Linked DNA regions of Drosophila melanogaster: region 1 is linked to region 2. A link is a contact called in public targeted proximity ligation data. All regions are on one chromosome and are shown on one strand. The core of a region is the stretch at or near the end of the contact, and the rest is flanking DNA. Distances in the headings are between cores, read along the strand shown.

Region 1 (4,801 bases), core at 980-3,479, 180 kb before region 2:
GGTCGACCAGTTGAGCGTCTACCTGCGTGAAGCCAAGTGAAGTGAAGTGAGGTGAGCCGTGATGCAACATCACCAAAAAATCCGCTCGAGAAAGAGGGCGACCTTGAATGAACGGCAACGGCGCTGCCGACGTCGATCAGCTGGCGCATCTGGTTATTTTTAGTTAATCTACCTGTTTGCTATACACTTGGCCGGAATTTAGTTATTACTTCTGATTGGAAAGCTCATTAATGCTTCAATTTGCTGGGTATCTAACACAACTGTGCAATTTAATGGCAAAAATGTACATAGATAAATATGTGAATTAATTTTCAGTATTACTGGGTATTCTCATATTCGTCGCTATCCCTGTTACATTTTCGATTTCTTTGTTTGGCTTCTTTTTGCGTATTTGCGAACACTTAAATTTATGACTGCTTGCTAAACGGGGAGCCAAAAACGCATCGCTCCAAAATGTGATTAAAAAACAGGGGATAGCCTTTGTTTATATGTACGGCCAGCTTGCTTTGGGCCATTTACTCACATGGAGTCTCGCTGATATGCTTCTTAACGCCCATCTTACAGAGCTCCGTGGCGCTTCTTCTGCTGGCGCTGCTGCTTCTGCCGTTCGTGTGATAGTGCGAATTGTTGTTGCTCCGCCAGCTCCTCGCTGCCTCTCGCTCTCTATCCTTCTCCCTCTGCTGCTGCTGCTTGCGGCTGTTAATTGTGCATTAACGACAAATTGAAATGAACAATAATCTACTGTCAGATATCAGATGCTCACTTCTCAAAGCCGCTGGGATCCAGAAGCTGGTTTCGAAAGCAGAGGACGGTGCGCCGCTGCGGCCCTTGGCCCACTGAGAAGGTGAACAGATCGTACTGCTGGCGGTATTTCTCACATGTTTGGTGGATGAGATAACGGCGGTAGTTGCCCACAGGTGGAAAGAGCAGAACGCTGCGGAAGAAAGCGGTGGAGAAGGTGAACAAACCATCGATCAATTCAATTCGCTGACTGCGTGCGTGTATAGTGAGTCGTTTATGCGGGAACTCCATTAACGATAATTAGGCGAATTGAAAACACTCCTGATAAGCACAGGCAAAACAGGCGGAAATACATTTGGGAGCTTAGATACTAAATTCGTATGATAAAAATGAATCATATATTCATAAAAGCCGTGTTAAAAATGAAGAGGTAAATCCATTTTTTTTTTTTAGAATGTGCTTCTAATGCTAACTTGTTTACTACCTGATTGTTAACACACTATAATTAAATTTTTAGTTCCATTGATAGATCTTGATTACAGTCCCGCATAAACCCAGCTAGAGCGCCGCCCAATGGGACCGAATCTTCTAACAGGTTGTTGGGAATTCTCACTTGGAAGAGGAAGCACAAGAAACGACCTCAAGAAGAAGGCGAACAAGCGAAACAAAACGGAACGGCAAAGCACGACTTGTAAACTATATTATGTAATCGGATGGTGTAATATTTTGAAAAAGCTCAAATTTCTATGCGCGGCTTGCTGTTGTTTATTGCTTGACGATTAATTGTTTATTAAACGCGGGCTGAATGCAAGAAGAGCGCTTAGGCACGAAGCCCCAAATCAAAAAATCGGTGTTAGTTGGCGCAACTGCAATGCGGAAAAGTCACAATTGCTCTCGTTGTTGTGGTTGTTGTTGCTGTGGCGCAGCTGGGAAAACTCGAAATTGTGCAGAAAAAGACGGGGAGGGGTGGGGGAAAACTGGTGGTATCTGCACGAAAGGCCCACAAAACTCGTACTACTTCTCGTTGTTGTTGGTGTTGTTTTTGTTTCTCTGTTGCACATTTCCGTATTACCATTGTTGTAACGGTACTTTGTTACAAGTTATTCTCTCTCCTACTCTTTCCTTCTTACTCTCTGTATTTGTTGTTTTTGGAGAAATAAGGGGAGCTCTACTTCCTTCTCCTTCACTCACACATTCAGAGACCACAACAGACACACACACAAATGCCCACACTAACATACACCCACACATATGCACTTGCTATTCTCGTGGCAAAAAGTTCTAATTCGTTCATTTTGTAGGTGCGACTTTATTCTTACCCACGATTCAAGCGCTTCTTGACAAAGAGCTCGATATCACAACCGACATTATGTACGAATTCCTGATCGATTAGGCTTAAATTATTTGCGAATGCCTCCAGTTTATTTTAAAAAAGTCGCGACGACGAAAAAACCGACGTCGCACGCACACAAACAAAATTAGAACTTTCGATGTTACCAGATTGTGATCCGAGGACGCGAATAACTGCCTAAAAAATACCATGTTACGCGCGAAAGCTTAAACATTTGAATTTTATAAATAATCGATAACATCAGTCATTTCCTACATTTATTTTACAATGTAAGATACTTACGCGGTAGATATTTTTAAAAGCAAATAATACAAGTGGTAAAAGTAAATAAATCGTTTCTCAATCACTAACTCTTCCCTTCACATTTTTAGTATGTATCATCATTATTACAGTGCGGTTTTAGTTTTATATTAACGTTTTTGAGGGAACAATAAGTTGCTACAAACGCAAATTGGTGTTTTAGTTAGGCAAATTCTTTTTTTCTTAAAACAATGCTAATGCGTGAGAATAAGTTCTTATTTTGTCCATAAAGTGACTGCTGAAAGTAGGTTAAGTATTTAATTTCACTGCTTTGTGGCTCAGTTTTTCCTACCAAGCTCCGCAGCATTTTTTGCCGCTAATATTTGATTAAAAGCTTCAAATTAATTTTACATAAACACGAACTACCAGGCGGAAGAGCTGAGGGAAAACCTGTCGTTCACTCCATATCCGCTTTCCCGGCTGTCAAAGAGCTATCGCGCCCTTGACACCTCCCACACCACCCAGTCGCCCAAAAGCCACCCACTTGCAACACCCCACACTACCCTCCCCGCCTACCAGCTCCACTTTCTAATGGCTATCGGGAAGCACAAATACTCCGTCATTTCAGTGCAGTGGGTTATGAGCCGTAAATGTCGATTCTGTAAACCCACGCGGAAAACACTTCAAAAATAACTAGAAAGAGAACATTTCGTATTAATTACAAGTTGTTATTAAATGGTAGTACTTGGCTTAGGCTCTACTTGAAAAAGGTTGCCCATTTACCCATTAATCATTCAAGTGATTTGAATTTTTCAACTGGCCTTGTATGTGAAATATGATTTTGCCTTTAAATATAGCAACCTTTAAGATACATTTTTCCGAGTGCTCTGTTATCGCTCATACATGGCCATTCATTACAGGTCTGAGGGTTGGCCAAAAACTATGCCCATTGCCACGCCCCGCCCGGCAATTTGCAACGCCCTTTGCTGTCGTCTCCTGTCAAAATGGCATTCATAAAACCGGCTCCTCGGCCTCCCAGTCCCCAATTTTCGTCAAATTGTCCCCGTTTATTTCGCCTGATAATGCCTCAATAAAATCTGGAAGGCATCTTTTATGGATAGGTGTTTGGATACATGAATGACTGGGTATCTATCTGGTGTAGGTGTTTGCCATCGGCAATATTGGTACATATTCCTTTCCTGTACCTAAACAATAAGTTCCGTGTTATGCCAAACTATTTTGCAATTACGAAAGCTGTAAATTTTTACGATCTTAAAGCCATTCGCTTGTGAGGGCCCGAATTGAAGGACGTTTTGCATTCGATTTTTATCTCTTGGGCCCGCAATCTGTTTGGCTGGTTTAATAAAATAGTTTTCCACTCGTTTATGATTACAACATCATCTGCTTTTAATTACTTTTGAGGCCCGCTGTGTGCCCTCGAGTATTAGGGTTAGCAATGAAATTATTCTTTAAAAAATTATCTTTTTTATAGTCAAAGTAACGTCTAATTAACCCATATTAAACGCTTTTCTTTTATTTAAGCTTTTCTTATAGCGGCTTTTTGTATTCATCTATGCTTTTTCCCTCATTCTTCATTAATTGGGTCTCAGTTTCTAGAGATTGCGTCGGAAAATGTTTTACGTAAGAATTAAAAACATCAATGAAGGTGGGGCAGAAATAAATCAGTCTTTTACCTTCGCTCTGTTTGTTTTCCCGCTTCTTTTATCGTGAGGCTCCCTTGTGGCTTAGAGAATTTTCCGCCAAGTTGAAAAGCTGCCGTCCAAGTCTTTTGAGACCACTGCGAAATTGTTGGCTGCATTTTTCTTATGGCTTTGCAATAAATAAAGTTTTAATTCCCCATCGACAGGAATCTGGGCTGAGGAGATTATAATTTCAGATAACCCGCACATTTCAACAATTTCAATTAATGGTCAAGGGGTTGGGCCATTCATATTCGGACAAATCAAGAGTAAATTGCCATAATTAAAATGCAGGTCAGAGGGCAGAGTCTAGACACTCCTTTCATAATTCACTGATAAACTTGAGTAATTTAGGCTACGTGATTCGGCTTAATCGAAGGCCAGGATAAGCACACTTGAGATAATCAATTTATGGCTTTACACGCCTCGTAATTTGCCAATATCGATGCGACAGATTCGGTTTTCAATTTGCATATGGCTGTGGAAAATTTCGTATTCATAGCTGAATTAAATTCCCCTTGAAGACAATCGAATGGAAAATCCCGCGCATTTCCTTTCCCTTTCCTTTACTTCCCTATCCACTTTCTCATTTTCCCTTTCTGGCCACGGATGCCTTTCCTTCTAATTTCCTTTTATCGAATTTACGATTTGTTGGTCATGTCATCAACTCTCGAATACGCCGACGACAACGTTGCGTATACGCAATGTTCGGTGGGTTTTTTTTTTGGTCTGTCGACCGTCGGCACTCGTTTTTCCTTTTGTGCCCGAT
Region 2 (4,826 bases), core at 1,435-3,934:
TTTGGGGCTTCTTAAAGTCGATTGTCTGTGTTCAGCTTTATTCAGTTTTGATGGGAAGTTTTGAGTTCTTCAATGGCAGGGATTTTATTGACTTGGCTTGGAATGATAATTTTATTAGTAAATAAGCTAATGATGTTGCGTGTAGCCAATCTGATTTGTGTTCTTTATAAACAAGTTTTTTGTAATCAAAAAATCAGCGCCTTCTCCAATTTTCTACTCAATTAATTCAAGCTAAAGTATTCTAAATGATTAATTAACCAATTTAAGGCTGCCAGCATAAAATACATACGCCTACAATTCATTTGTAAGATTTATGGCTCAGATTGAGTTTTTTTTTCTAAGCAATATCCTAAACAATCATGGTTAAAGTGAACTTTACAAAACAAAAGTCTTGAGTATAACGAAAAAAATGGATTTCCATTTTAGGAATCGTACAGATTCACCTCTGAAATATTTCCTTCCACTTTAAACTCGCAAGACTTGTGCGTGCCGTGCACAACTGTACCGATTCCACTTTGTACGTAACTTTGTCGTATCGGTTTCACCCGAAAACACCTCAAGAGTTCCCAAAGGCAGCAACTAAATTTAGACGCCACCGAGTGCAACCCCAACTCACAGTAATCCCAGATACCAGATACCAGACTCCAGCAGCAATCCCCAGTCCCAGTGACATCGTCTCCATCTTCCATTTTCAATCTTGTGGCAGTCTTTTCATCATTGGGGGGCTGCAACTCTGGCACGCTCTCAACTGCGACTGTGTGACTCTTACTTTGGCTCTGCATTAAAATAATTGCTTCCGAAATGACAACTGCTGCTAAAATTGAAAAGAGCCCTGTACGCAGTCGCATTTCGTTCCCAATTCCCCGGATCCGATCCTCCGATCCCCGATTCCCAGCTCCCTGATCGCCCCCAAAAGGTTGACGTTCTTGCAACATGTGTGCGCGCCTGCGCGTGCCAACAATGTAAATGCAGCTTGGCGATTGAGATGGCAGTGGTGTACATATACCGCTTGGTGTTGTCTTGGGGAGAGAAGAGGTCACTGAGAAAAAAGTTGTTATAAAACAAAAGGCACACGTGACGAGATTGAACCAACGTTGGAAACTGCATTTGCAATATTTTCTATTTATTGTATATTTCCGCATTTTCTCGCAGTGTCTATGATGGCGTCGCGTATTTACCGTTAAGATGCAGCGGCTGTCAATCAGCCACCGAAAAGACTCAGACAAGGGCATTCCGCAGGCACTCCTGCGAAGCTGTCTGGATCCGATTTGGATCCATATGTCGGCCCCGCCGGTTCCCTTGGCCCTTGTCGATCTATTTTGGTACGAATGTGGAGCTGGGCACGCCTGCGCACACACTCAAATGTGCATCCATAATTTACATTTTCAATTTTAGTTTTCCGACTTTACCGTTCGCTTCTCCGCTTTCCCAGCACTTTGCCTAATGGTTCTTCTGAGACCCGATCGCGTCTCAGGCTCTTTTTTCCACGGCTCTGATATTTATGACCCCGCGCCGGAAATAGACTCGGAATTTGGTCCAACAGGCGGTTCACTTGCAGGCTGCTTCATGCTTATTAGAATTATCTATGGTTTCGATAACCATATGCTTTATTTTACTCTTAAGTAATTTAATTTGGCAGCCAGTTTCCTCTGCGGCTTAATGCCATTATTCAATATGGAGTTTTGAGAATGTGGAGAAGAAATTATTTTGTTGGAAATCAGGATGCGCAGATCAATTTCGGGGAACTTCTTCATAGACAAGCAATATTAGTCGGTTAAATCAATAAGAAAAATCGGCTGCTGATTTGATTGTTAACTATACGGAAAATTTAGCAAATCTTAAAACTCTAAATAAAGTTTTTATTTCTTAAAAACCGAATAAACCATTATATTATACTACTCTCAGAAATTAACATTAAAAATTCCTAAAAATATAATTTTTGTTTTGATAATTATTACTCTTAATACAAGAAAATTGTTGTATTTATTGAAATTGCATATAAATAATTTGTGGGAAGCCCATTAAAATTCTACATTCATTCTACATGGTGCGCCATCTAGCGGCCAGCCACAGCTACATAAGCAGTCCCAAACTTTGCCGACAGATGCCCCTTTCAGTAAATGTAAAATGGCTCGACAGTTGAAACGCCCTCTATGTGCAGAATTTTATACCAAATTTTGGTTTGTGTCCAAATAGCTTACTCCGCATGTAAAAAACTATTTTTACATACAAACTAACGATATTTGACATATGAGTTGACTTAACGAATATTTATGTATGCGGCATCTCCGGAAATATAAATTTCCACTTATTGAATCATCCTGATAGCTTATTTAACACATTTATCATATATTATCTCAAAAATAAATAATAAATAAATTCAAATATCCTTATTTCTTTCAGATCGTATTCGGTGCTGATGGTCAGCCCGTTCGACCCGATTCGAAACGCGGCCGAGGCAAAGGAAAGTCGTCTGGTTCCGGAAATGGAACGGTTAACGCCACAGGTATCGCCGCCGGCAATGGAACACCAACAACTGGGGTAAGTGACGTCACTTTGACTTTATTGCCCCAAACCGAAAGCCCACCACTTCACATTTTATTCATGGGAACTAATTAAGTCACGCGACGACACTGGCAGACAGACTGTCTGTGGTCGAGGGATTGCCCAGGCCCATTCCTCATACTACAAGCCAGACCCTCATCCACATCGAGACCCCGAGCCCCAAGCCCCAGATTCCACGTACCCAGATACCCAGACCCCTTCTCGGACCACCAGTTTTTTTTTTTGTTACGGCATGCCGCAAAAACGTTTTCCACGTCATCACGCCCGTCGCCACTTGCTTTGTTTGTTCAGGCCAATACACTGAGAGAAAAGAGTAATCTCCTTCATAATTTCGTCATTTCAATGAAGGTTGGCTTGTGCACTTAAGTATGATTTAGTCTTTGTTTTATACAAATAAGATTGTGGAGTAAAATATTCAAAATGACCGAGTTGTTTTGAGTGCAGGGTAGTCATAGCAACCCAGGTCGGTCGGCTTCCCCGAAAGCCAATCCCAGTCCCACTCCCAGCTCCAGATCCAGTCAAAGTGGCGTTCCCAGCCACCGTACCGGCAGCAGAGAATCCCCAACATCCCAGACATCCCGACATCGCAGACATCCCAGACATAATCTCCGCCGCAGGCCACCAACCGCACGTAGCTGGGGGTCACCACCATAAAAACCTGGCAGTAGAACGAAAGGAAAAAAAAAACACAGGCGAGCGAACGGGGCAGACAAAGTTGTGCCGCCGTGTTGACTTGCTCAAAGGCGGGCTTGTGCCACTTGTGCTATTGTGGATGTGGCAGCCACAAGCCGCACGTAGCAGCCAGAAACCAAAGGCAAAAGACCCAGGAGCCAACAGCCAAGAGCCGAGGGCCCGCAGCCCAGAGGATAGCTACCCAGCTACTTATTGTTGCCACGACGAGGGTCTGAGTCTGGGTCGGGGTCTGGGTCTCGGTCTCTGTTGCTATTTTCCCGTCTCCGACTCCGCATCCGTTGCGCTGGGAAACTCTCCATGGGACGACTCACTGACTTTGCCTTTGCCTTTCTTGGGGTAAGACCGGGGAAAGCGTCACTGGCTGCCACTGCCGGTGACTTTGACCTTTGACGGGACAGGGGATTTCCCTTTCAGCAGCTCACGCAACAGTCCTCGGTGTCAGTCCTCCATGTCGTTGCGATTTCAAGGTCGGGAGCGTCGTAAAAACATGACACAAGCTAATACAGTGAATGAATGTTACATAATACAGTGAGTGCCAGTCACAACGATCTTGTGGTTTGTTTGCGGGTCCATTTAAATGAGGGATACCACTGCAAACAGTCATGGTAATCATAATCACAAGAAAATGAGGAGATTGTTTCAGATTTTTAAGCTTGTGACTCTATAATGAGTTTCATTCATGATTAAATCCACTTCCAACCACCCCTGTTACCCCTGTGGAAGCAGCTCTCCTCTTTGTGGCTCATCACTCACGTCACTTTATGCGGCGTGGAGAGTGGAATGGAGTGGCATCCCCATGCCATTCGTCTAAGCCAACGATTTGTTTGGCAAGTGGCTTGTGGCAACATCTGCGTCTGGAGGCGAGTCTCCTCCAATGGAGCGTTGATTATGTCGTCACAGCGATTGCGACTTCTACTTGGAGACTCCCCGCGGTGGCACACATAAAAAGGCAAGCAGACATCCCCATCCAGCTGGATGTGTATCACGTGTGGCTCTGCTGGCCATAAAATCAGCTAGATGGCAACAGGTTGTCCTGGTCCTTTGCCAGCGTATTTCCCAAGTTGCAGTGTCGGGGGGAAACCACTTGAAATTTCCTCAAGTTTTGCGTCAGCCCTCTGTCTTTGCCTCTTGATTTTCCCCCGCCGATTGCAACACTTGCGAAGTTTTCCTTTGGTAAATTTTCCACAGGGGGAAAGTGAAGTGAAGTGAAGTTTTTGGTGGCCCAGTGACACGGACACAGAAACAGAAACACGGCTACTACTTCATTTTTCCCTTGCTCTTGCTGTTGCCACCGAATTCAGGTCGCGTTGCATTTGCCATGAAATCCTCCTGCCACGTCCACCTTTATTTCCATTCCACTCGCGACCTTTCACCGTGCGATAGGACAAATGGAAAAAAAAAGAGTAATAGAGTAACCGGCAAAGGCAAATCCACTGACGGCACACGGCGCTTTGGGATTTGGCCAAGGACGAGCCCGAAAAGCTGCAACATTTCCATGGTCAGGGCCATTGCAGTCCTGGCTGAAAACTCCACTCCACAAAACTCCGCTGGCGGCACGCTTTGACGCC

The links.
Region 1: a targeted proximity ligation map of the Kc167 cell line shows a contact between it and region 2, with 9 times the contacts expected there. A contact is called at or near these places in 15 of 107 Hi-C or Micro-C datasets (the Clone 8 cell line, the Kc167 cell line, the OSC cell line and 5 more) and 2 of 7 datasets of targeted methods (both in the Kc167 cell line).

Annotation. Positions count from the first base shown.
Region 1 is chr3L:3,032,624-3,037,424 of dm6, reverse strand. CG2162 reads right to left here and starts at 2,229. Exons shown (of 10, transcript NM_139503.3): 1 at 2,061-2,229; 2 at 764-934; 3 at 524-696. The coding sequence starts at 557.
Region 2 is chr3L:2,849,274-2,854,099 of dm6, reverse strand. Tet (Ten-Eleven Translocation (TET) family protein) reads left to right here. Exons shown (of 11, transcript NM_001274414.2): 5 at 2,404-2,541. Among named protein-coding and RNA genes, the nearest start is that of Tet, 27 kb to the left of the region's middle.